2 separate regions of the Cricetulus griseus genome follow, and region 2 is linked to region 1. The links are chromatin contacts, called in public Hi-C maps. All regions are on one chromosome and are shown on one strand. The core of a region is the stretch at or near the end of the contact, and the rest is flanking DNA. Distances in the headings are between cores, read along the strand shown. Region 1 has its middle 88 kb from the start of Usp12. Region 2 holds the start of Usp12 (ubiquitin carboxyl-terminal hydrolase 12).

What was found. Hi-C and Micro-C count contacts between places; a contact is called where the count stands out from the background.
Region 2: a Hi-C map of liver shows a contact between it and region 1, with 2.4 times the contacts expected there. The contact joins the promoter of Usp12 here to the enhancer-like site in region 1. A contact is called at or near these places in 4 of 8 Hi-C or Micro-C datasets (the CHL-YN cell line, the CHO-K1 cell line, fibroblasts and 1 more).

What each region holds. Positions count from the first base shown.
Region 1 is chr4:82,543,615-82,548,729 of CriGri-PICRH-1.0, reverse strand. No RefSeq gene overlaps it. Among named protein-coding and RNA genes, the nearest start is that of Usp12, 88 kb to the left of the region's middle. Within about 2 kb of position 2,494, at least 1 of the 6 cell types and tissues checked has open chromatin away from gene starts, as enhancers often do. A contact at or near this core is called in fibroblasts, where this site is marked.
Region 2 is chr4:82,631,576-82,637,320 of CriGri-PICRH-1.0, reverse strand. Usp12 (ubiquitin carboxyl-terminal hydrolase 12) reads left to right here and starts at 3,565. Exons shown (of 9, transcript XM_027413676.2): 1 at 3,565-3,858. The coding sequence starts at 3,811. LOC103159184 (a long non-coding RNA gene) reads right to left here and starts at 3,299. Exons shown (of 3, transcript XR_003485039.2): 1 at 3,038-3,299.

The sequences.
Region 1 (5,115 bases), core at 1,245-3,744:
CTGCTTCCTTCGGGCCCAGCCACAGCACACATACTTAGTACACTCAGAGAGTGATGATAACAAAGACATACCGCCAGTCACAGGCCCCTGCTTCATATTGTGGAAGTCGCCTGAAATAAAACAGCATCAGAAAAACACAATGAAATAGGAATTGGTGTGTGAACTTCAGGAAGTAACAGTAAGATATGCATGCCTGGAGTTGGTCAGCTCACGGTTAAAACAGGAGCTCACAGCAGAGGCTGGAATTTGTTGAAATCCTTGTCCTGAATACAATCCTTGGAGCAGGAGACCTAAGAGGGAACGGGGTGTCTGGCTTTGGTGGCCAGGGATATTGCAGACAATCGAATTCAGAACTGCCAAGTTTGGAGAGACCCTGCATCCAGGGAACCTTGAACTGTCAGTGTGCATGACTTTAACTTATATTTTCATAGATACACAATGGCCGTGATTTTACCCTCTTAGCTGTCTATGTTTAAGTCTCAAGAGCATCATATATCAAACTGTTGTTTGTTTCTAACGTAGCAGCTCTTTTCTGTGGGAGGGAAAGGGGGGAACTGCAGGGTGAGCTGTGGGGGAAGGCAAGAACAAAGAGTCTAATTCCTGCCAGTGATCTTAGATAAAAGTCCTATCAATGATCTTAGATAAAAGGCTAAAGTAACAGTTGAAGCACGGTCAGGTTCTGGAGTGGCGTGGAGATCTGCATCCTTCCACCCCAGCCATACTTACTCCTTACACTCCTCCTGCCTTTTGGCTCAGAGAGAGTCTATTTATCCTCAGCCAGGCTGGATGCTCCGTGGAGAATGACTGGTCTTAACCTGCCACCTACTGGCCAATTTTGCAGTTGCATGCTGTTGCGAGTTGGCATCAGAATTTATGGATCCATGGTCTTTAAAGTAAAACAAAACAATAAAAACCCCGTTAGTCCCCATTCTCAGATCTGGCCACCCTTCCTGAACCTTCACTGGCCTTCTCTGGCACTCTGACATTGACACTGAATTGTCCCTCAGTGCTGTGAGCTGCCGCTGACTTTCACGCTCATCTCTCGGCCACTATCCAGTCCTGGCACTCCATCTGTTGGAATGACTTCAGACTTAAACATAGCCATTTATTTTTGACCCTAGAGCCAACTTGGTTTCTCGCCAAGGATTAAATTCACTCAAGGAAGGCATTTCTAAACAGGTTTCCCAGAACCTACTACAACTGCCAACATTCTTGAGCCTCATATAAAAAGACGATGTCCCCACTTTGTGTATTGAGCAGATACACAAACATTTCAAAGACAGTATGATTAAAAAGCCAAGACATAAATGTGGTCTGTGAATCCATTTATTCAAAATGTAAAAGCAGATACCACAAATCTACGGCGCTAGAAGTTCAAACCATACTTCTGGTGGGGTGAGAGGCCAAGGGGCCTTAGTTTGGAAGGGGCATGAGGCACCAGGGGACAGGAAATGCTTTTGTCAATGGTCATCTGGCTGCTGTATACACGGACATGTACACGTGTGTGACATCTTGCTAGCATGTGTGAACCTTACCATCCAGATCATACCAAAGTCTTTTTAAAGAAATAAAAAGTCTCTTTAGTTACTGAATGATATCACCACCTGGCCGTCTGCTGGAAGTGTGGTACAAAGCCCCTGGGACGGACCTTAGGGACTCAATGAGCCCTTGGGCCTGTGTCAGTGGGAGCAGCTATCCACACATCTCAATTTAAAAATTAATTGCAGAGACTGGAGAGATTGCTCAGTGGTTAGAGCACTGGCTGCTCTTGCAGAGGACACAGGTTCAGTTCCCGGCACCGACATGGCAGCTCAGAACTATAACTACAGTTCCAGGGGATCTGTACTCTCACACTGACAAATATGCACATAAAAAATGAATCACATTTGGTTTTCTCATAGTCATCTTTCTTTAAAACAGCAACAATCAGGGCTAGAGAGAGGGCTCAGTAGTTAGAAGTCCTGGCTGCTCTTGCAGAAGATCTGGGTTTGGTTCCAGCTCCCATATGGTGACAGGCAACCATTGGAAACTCCAGCACCAGGGGATCTGATGCCCTCTTCTGGATTCCTCTGCTACTGTGTGCACGTGGTAAACATGCATGCATGTAGGCAAACACTGATACACATAAAAAATAAAGAAATCATTTAAAAATGACAACAATCTCTACCTCGGCTGGCATGTGTCCCCTCTTCTGGTTTGGGGGGTGTTATCTCTGCCTCAGTGCCCTTCAGATTCTTTGAAAGGTTCTCACTACCCCTTGACTCTCACTCAGTAGGAGTGGGGCTTGTCAGACCCTGTGCTATTCCAAATGACCCAGGAATTAGCTTTGGGTTGACTGCAGATGACTGAGCTCTGAGAAAGCTGGCTCCAGGAATTTTCAGTTCTCAGACATCCACTTTCCAGGAAGCGGAAGGCCTTGCATCTGTTCCAGGGCTAAGCTGGCTTGAGGGCCACACAGGCTAAGTTGGGTAAGGAGGATACTGATTACAAAGCCATTTGTAACCCGTGGTTGGGTAATATAACCATCCCTTCGTCGGCGTGCTGGCCACAGTACTCTGCCAGGGCAGGAGTTATGGGTTTTTTATTGGTGCTGCAAGGGTGACATTCAAGCAGCCTTAGCGCTTAGTCACTCTGGTTATCAGTGAACTGTAATGTTTCAAACTGCCGGGGATGGTCAGAGATAAACTTGGGCCAGCTGCAGACTGAGTGGCGCCTGTTACTGCCTTCATGTGTGTTGTGAATTCTTTTTCTTTTACATCTCTTTTCTTCTTTCTCTACCACCAACTCCTCCTCATTCCCTTTAATAAGCTGTAAGATGACACATCACTTTTTTGACCTGGAAATATGCATGCAGGGTACAGGTTGAAAAAAAACTCAAATCTAAAGGTGAGAGACTCCTATCGACAGCTATTTTTCTCTTTGCTTTTTACTTCTCTGTAGTTGAGGAGATATTGCTGCGCAGTCTTTGACCTAGGTCAAATGTGTTTGGGGACAGAATCGACAAAAATCCAAAAAGGGCAGTCCGTCCAGGGCTGGAAGGGGGCACACATCCCTCAAGAACAAAATAGGAAAGGTGTTTGCAGTCACATCAGTTGCAGGAACAGAGCTTGGCATCTGACCTCAGAGTGAAAGGCAAGAATTATGTCCAAATAAAATGAGCCTTGGAATCCTTTAAGTGTCCCATGAGGTACACCAAAGCAGTTCTGGGGTAAGAGCTCTGTAGAACATTTCTCTGTACATGTCAGTTTGAACTCTATGGAAGGGCTTCTGGATTCTTGCTGATGCTTCCAGTATGCTTCTGATTGCATCCACACCCGATGCATGCCTTTAACTACAGCACTTGAGAGGCAGAGGCAGGAGGATCTCTTTGAGTTTGGGGACATCCTGGTCTACGCAGTGAGTTCCAGACCAGCTAGGGCTACACAGTGAGACTTCCAAAGTCTTCCCGTTGGCCTGCAGGGTCCCTTATTTAATCTAAGAGTCACCTTCTCTCACGGCACACATAGTAGCGAGTGCATTTAGTTGTAAGGAGAGAAAAAAAATCCCCTCTGCACACTTAAAAACACATGTGTGGTGACTGCAAAGGGGAAAGACTGACTCCAAGTAGGTCTTTGAACACAGGCTACTGAGAAGATCTTTAGAAACTTTAAAACATTGATGCTATTACCAGGGCTTATGGGACTGCTGTAGACAGCATCCTTTTTTTCCTTGTCTTTCCCAAAGAGTACCTTTAAAAACCCCTGTTGCACCCCACCAATGCCAGGCAGAGTCTGAGTAGCTCCCATGGTATGCAGCCATCCAGCCAGCCTGGATATTGCTAAGGTTCTGGCTGGTGTGGCCCATCCATCCCCACTCTCTACCCCAGCAGCATCAGGCCATTTCCTGGTGGTATTTTTCACTCTTTTGGGACCTACTGCAAGACTAGATTCCACAGCTATCTTCCATGCGCTGAGCAAGCTCTCAGTACTGGGAAACTTTTAGGCTCTGCCATTTTATTTAAGATGGTGGAAAGAAGCAACTTTGACAGCTGGGGACTGGGGCGATGGCTCAGTCAGTAAAGTTTGCTGCACAAGTGTGAGGACCTGAGTTCAAGCCCCAGCAGAGGTTCAGTAAGAGGGAAAGATACTACACATTTACCTCTTGCCTCCACAAACTTGTGCATGCACGCACGCACACACAAACACACACACACACCAAACAAAAACAACTGTGGAAGAGGCCGCCACAAGATGCCAATGGTTAAGTTGAAGACTTGAGAAAATGCTTTTCATAAAAACAAGCAGACGGCCGGGCATTGATGGCACATGCCTTTAATCCTAGCACTTGGGAGGCAGAGGCAGGCTGATCTCTGTGAGTTCAAGGCCAGCCTGGTTTACAAGACCAGGACAGGCTTCAAAGCTACACAGAGAAACCTTGTCTTGAAAAACCAAAATAAATAAATAAATAAATACAATCAGACAAACCATGGAAAATCCAGTCTATACATTGCCAGAGCAAGGCTGCTCATTGCCCTGCCAGCTGTGCCTGTGACATGGTACCCACTGGCTCCAAAGGTCCCCTTGCCACCCTCTCAGGCACAGGAAAAGAATACCTTGGGATAGATGGTTGTATTGATGTTTATCTTTATTATTTATTTACTTTTTTTTTTTTTTAAGACAGGGTCTCTCTACATAGTCCTGGCTGTACTAGAACTGGTATGTAGACCAGGCTGGCCTTGAACTCATGGTGATCTGCCTGCCTCTGCCTCTTGAGTGCTGAGATTAAAGGCGTGTGCCGCTATGCTTTTTACTCTGATTTAGCAGCTTTGAGAGGCGAGAAGCACACTCAACCAAGTCACTTTTCTTCCAGGCTTTTATCTTGCTCAGTTTCATTCCCATCTTTGGGTTTCAGAACCTAAAGCCCCACCCCCACCCCCCTTTGAACACATCTGTCTGTCTGTCTATTTATTTATTGAGACTGGCTCTCTCAGTGAGAAAGCTCTGCCTGGTCTGACACTGGCTATGTGGACCAGGCTGGACTCGAACTTACAGAGATCCAGCTGCCTCTGCCTCCTGAGTACTGTACTAAGGGCATGTGCCACTATACTGTTTGGCTGAACAAAATGTAAGCAAGTTG
Region 2 (5,745 bases), core at 2,316-4,815, 88 kb before region 1:
TGTGCGTGTGCGTGTGCGTGTGCGTGCGTGTGTGTGTGTGCGCACTAGCTTGGGCTAGCTTTGTCTTCAGGACTATGGTGAAGGTCTTTACCAGACTGTGTGGTGAGGTCATGGAAGGCTGCCTTGTAGAGAAACCTGGGGTAGAAATTTTGCCTAGCTAATTGAAACATTGCAAACCACTTGGCAGGGTCAGTGTCCAAGGAGACACCCACACGCACAAACTGATGAGCAGCTCCTGGCATGGATGGTCACAAGAAAGTGCCAGCAAACACAGCAGGGCTGGAGGGCTGCTCATGTCCTGTGGCTGGGCCTTCTTCTGGGTCTCCAGCAGGACCCTCCAGGTCTGCAGAACCAGGGTCTATCTGTGAAGCAGCAGCCCTGTGTGGAAGGTAGCTGGCAGCAGGAGGGATTGTAGATATCCAGGGTCAGAACTGCCCTTTCAGAGGTGGAGCAGTTCAGCTCTTCTAATAGCCTTGACCAGCAGTTTCTCAGTGCTCAGGAGCATGGAGGTGAGACCTAGTGGGGTATACACCAGGAGCCACAGGACCTCAAGGAAGGAAATGCAGGAACAGAGGCAGAGGAGGAATGTCCCCCAGCAGTCACAGGGAGAGTCGCTGCTGGCCTTGTTGCTGTCCACTGTGGCTGATGAAGAGCAATGAGGAGTACCAACATCACCATCAACAGACTTGGCACAGGACATCCTTTCTGGATCCAGTAAAGCCCTCAGACTCCATGGAGAAACATCAAAAGGGCACGGGGAAGATGAGGGACAGGTTGGGGAAGAGGGAAACAAGGTTCCAGAGGTCACAGGTTAAGGCAGCTGCTGGATGTGACAATATGCTCTGCAGCAGGGTGGCAACAGCACACTGGTGTGGATGGAGAAGGGGGAAGGGCAGAAGCAGGAGATCTCTCAGGGTGACCACTAGGACACGGGCACACAGCACCATCTGTTGACTGGGATGTCTTCACCACTCACTGTGGTGGTGAACTCGACCATCAGGAACATCTGGGCAGAAGATGTGGTGTCACAAACAGAAGTTTCTAGACGATGCACCCTGGACCAGGTTGCCAAATAGCTGCTTTCACACGGATAGTATTTTGCAGGCAGTTGCTTCTGTATTCTGCTCAGCATGACTGGAGTGGATGTCAGGGATGGGGTGGGGTGTGGGGTGAGGTGTGTGTGTGTGTGTGTGTGTGTGTGTGTGTGTGTGTGTGTGTGGTGAGGGTGTTGGGGTGTGGGGTGAGGATAGTGGATATGGAGTGTTTCTGAGCTTAGGGAAGTACCTGCAGGGATAAGGAGGTAATGCCTGCCAAGCACCAGGGCTCAGCTGAAGAGCCTTTCCCTAGTGTCTGTGACAGAAACATATATATATATGTTTCATAGCTATGGTTTATATGTCATCTTGAGCCAGCCTCCATAAGACCTATATCCATTGTATGGTTAGCTCAACTTTATTTGCCGGATTAGAAGTGAGTCTTGAATCATTGCACTGGGGTGTTAACTCAGTGGTACAGCACTTACCTAGCCTTAATATGATCCTGGGTTCCTTTCCTAACACTGATTCTATTTAAGACTATCACTATTTTGATTGACACCTACTAGTTGTACAGCTAGACCATATTAATAAATGCAACCAAGGAGGTTGATTCATTCAACTGTCAAGAGGGAGAGATAGAGAGGACCACAGATCCCAGAGACAGAGGTTGTGTAAAGAGCAATTTCTGCTCTTGCAGAGGACCTGGGTATGGTTCCCAGCACCACGTGGTCACTCACAACCACCTATAACTCCAGTTTCAGGGGATCTGAAGCCCTCTTTTGGCCTTCATGGGTACTGCATGCACGTGAGCACCAAAAACAAAACCATGCTCATACACATCAAATAAAAATAAATCTTTAAAAGACAATGCATCCAACAGACTACATGGTGTATGATAGGAAATCTGAAGCAGCAAACTGAACTTGAGGATTTTATTTGCTCACCATTTAATTAATTGTTGATTTTTACTAATTTATTTTTGACAGTTTCATACATGTATTACTTATTCTTTTTTATTTATTTTTGAGGCAGGGTCTCCCTATGTAGTTCTGGCTGGCCTGTAGACTCGCTATGTAGACCAGGTAGGTCTTGAACTCACAGAGACCCATTTTTCTCTGTCTCTTGTGTTGGGGTTACAGGTGTATGTCATGATCATTTATGTTCTGAGAAAAGGACTCAAGTGGTTCAGGCTGGCCTTGAATTCGCTACATAGCTGAGGATGACCTTACCATACCAGGGTTTATGAAGTGCTGAGATGAAACCCAGGAACGCCTACACCCCACACAGCACGTTACCAATTAAGCCATATGTTCAGCCTCCACCCTGACCTTTAAAACATAGATGTTGTAGGCCCATGCTCGAAAGCCAAGCAAGCAGACACTGCATAGACTTGACTGGTGTCAACCAGAGTCCAAGCCCCTGGCATGGTATGGTATCTATATTAAAGAGGGAGACTCCTCCTGTATGCAGGTAGGCACCTGGAGAGAGGCAGCTGCCAGGGGAGCTTAGCAGTACTCGGTGGTGTCCCCTCCCCCCCGACGCTTACAATGGAATTGCTATGGAAACAGCATTCATGTACCAGAAATCCATTTCTCGACTAAATTTTGTTCGAATTCTTTGTTTCTTTAATGCTTTGTATAAAGTGAGGCTTACCAGGTTTTAGAGCTTTGTCTGAATTCAGGCCCTAAGTTCCACAGACAAGTGGGGGTGCTGTGGGAGGAAGAAAAGGTTCCTACCCTCAGATCGCCAATCAAAACAAACCACAGGCTTTCTAATGTAGCGATTGATCTTATGAATTTTCTGCGGGGTCCGTCCACTAGCTAACACTGCGCATGTGCTCCTCACACTCTGGCTGCAGCTTCCTTCTTCGGACATCAACACCCCTCCTTCAAAAATTCCGAGTTGATATCCCACTGTCAAGCAGGATTGGCTCCCCTTCCTCTCCTCCCCCACTACTGTTAATTCAAAGAGCTAATAGGCATACTTGTTTGTCTTTTTACCTAATTAGTCTCTAAGAAGGGAGTTTGGCTCAGAAAAACACCAAGTGCTTGGGACGCTTTGGAGGGGTTGCTCTCCAACTCATCCACAGTTTCCCAGGCATAGCCTCAGTTTTCTGTCTCAACAGTGGCGCTAGCTGTCCTTTAGAGCTGTGGGTCAGTCGCTCCGAAGGCTGCTTACGGTCACTGACGCCGCAGGGCAAAAAGCATCGCGCTTTTCCCCAAGACACGCTCTCGTAGTTAGGGTGGCGACTGCGTGCCCGCGCTAGGACCCAGAAGCAAGTAGGACGCGGCCCCCGTCTCGCCCCGCCCCCGACACGCACTGGGTGGAGCCGTCTCCCTCAAAGCGCGCTCCCTCGAGGGAGGGCGGGGCATCATGGGCGTGGCACAGCTGCGGTGGGCGTGACGGCGGCAGAGTGGGCGGGGCGGCACGACGCTGCCAGGTCGGCCGGGCGGAAGGGCCTTGCGCGGAGCTCGCTCCCCAGCGCGCTGGGCGGGGTGTGCGGCGAGCGGCTTCCCGGGCAGGCGCGGGCCCCGAGGCGGCGGCTGCGCCGTGCGCCGGGGCGGAGCCGGGGGCGGGCGGGCCGGCGGGCGGGCGGGGGCTGGGCCGGAGGAAGCCTGAGTGCCCGCGGCGACGACGGCAGCGGCGGCCCAGCAGGCTAGAAGCGTGGGTCCACGGCGGCTCCGGGTGCGGCTGCGGGCTGCGGAGCGAGCGGGCGGCCCGGCTCCCCGCGTCCCCCGCCCGCCGCGACTGTCTGGAAGATGGCGCCGGGCGGATGGAAATCCTAATGACAGTCTCCAAATTCGCCTCCATCTGTACCATGGTAGGTGCGGCGGCAGCGCGGCCCGGGCGGCGGGTCCCCGCCTTCGAGGCGCCGCCCGCGGCCCTGCTCTAGAGCGAGCGGACAGGGCGCGGGGCCGAGTGGCCGTGGGGAAGGCGTGCTGGACGCAGCAGGCGGGGCTGGGACCGACCCCGGGGCTCCGAGCTGCGGACCGGAGCTGGGGACCGGGAACTCGGGGTCTGGGGACCGGGGGTTCGGGTACTGTGCCTGGGGGCTAGGGCCTGGGGACTCAGGGGCGGGGGTAGGGGTAAGGGCTGTGTACTGGGTCTGGGGACTTAGGGACTAGGGGTGGGGACTGGGATTGGGGGCTGGAGCCGGAGACTCTAAACGGGGGACTGGGGACTAGGACCAAGGGCTGCAGGCTGGGAGTAGGGCTGGGGGCCGAGTACTGGGAACTGGTACCGGGAAGCCAGGGGACTGGGCCAGGGGAAGGGACGCGGCGGCCGCTGCGTTTCCGTGGGTCTGAGCGCGGGGTAGGGCGGGGGTCTGCGGCAGGAAGGAAGGGTCTCGATCCTGCCGGAGGACGGAAGTCCTGGCAGAGTTACTCCTCGGGCTAGGTGGAGTCCCGGGGCCCGGGCTCGGGAAGGGGGCGTGTGACGGTGGAAAGTTTTAAGAGTGCTGTTGAAATGTTCTCTATTTTCTACTCGCCGAGGAGAAACGAACTCTTGCGGTTTCCAACCTGTGTCCGTCCAGATGGCAGCCTTGTCGCTGAGAGTCCGCGTTAATCTTGAAAAGCTGCACTAGCTTTCCTGTCATTTGTTTTACTTTAATAGAGCAGACGCCGCAGTGTGGGGTTGAAGTACACAGACCCCGAATAGAGCGAAACGTGGGTGGGTTCCTAAACGTGTTTTTTTGTGCATTGCCAGAAGCACCACCACAGTTTCCCACATGATGTGACAAATTCATTAGCTCCTTTCTGAACTTGTACGTAGAGGTTGCGATTTATGAATCACCGAAAAAGTTATTATTTGCAGTGTGGGTCTGGAGTTACATTACCAAAGATTTGCACCATCCTGTTCCGTTTTTATGTCCTGGATTTCATCTAGGAGATCCCCAGACTTTCCACCTGAAAGTGATCTGTGCTTTTGCTTTAAGGAGTGGAGAATCAGGTAGGAAAAGTGGATTTTCTACTGCATTTTGTGGAACAGTATTTAAAAAAGGGTGGAATCCGTGGGTTTACAGTCCACAGCATCAAAAAAGTCACAGCAAGAAGGAATCACTGGAGAATCGATTTCCCCACGTGAATAATTGTTCTTTCATGGTCTTCAGAAAGGGGCTATATTAACAGTTTCTGGGGTTGGTTGTACTCATTACTTTAGACCTGCCACATAGGATTGAATCTTTTACAGTGATAATTTTACCAGATTGCTGAGCTCCACACCTTTTGGGGTCATAGTTCATTGTCAAAGTCTAGGGCTTCAGGAGTGGTGTGATTCCCATGGACTGACTGTTCCTTCACTCAGTTACATCAAGTTTACATTTAGCACCTGCTGACTAGCACTGGCAATACAGAAATGATTCTGGCCGTCTCTAGCAGGACGTTTTCGACCATGCTTCTACATCCAGGACTCTGGATGCAGAAGGATCACAAGCTCTAAGCAGATGGAGTTACACATAGGGAGACCTTGTCTTGAAAAAACACGCCCACAACAAAAGGCAACCCCTACTTTCATGGTGTTTACTTTCTACTTGAGGAAGACAATTCTCATTTACATAGTAATACAGTGTACCTGCCAGGATTCTGTAGCAAATAAGGCTTCTTGTCAAGGATGTCCCAAACTCACCCTCGTTAGACATGTGGTATGTGTATGCGTTTTGGCAAATAAATAGACATCCATGCCTGGCCAAAGAAATTGTTCCAAAGGTGCT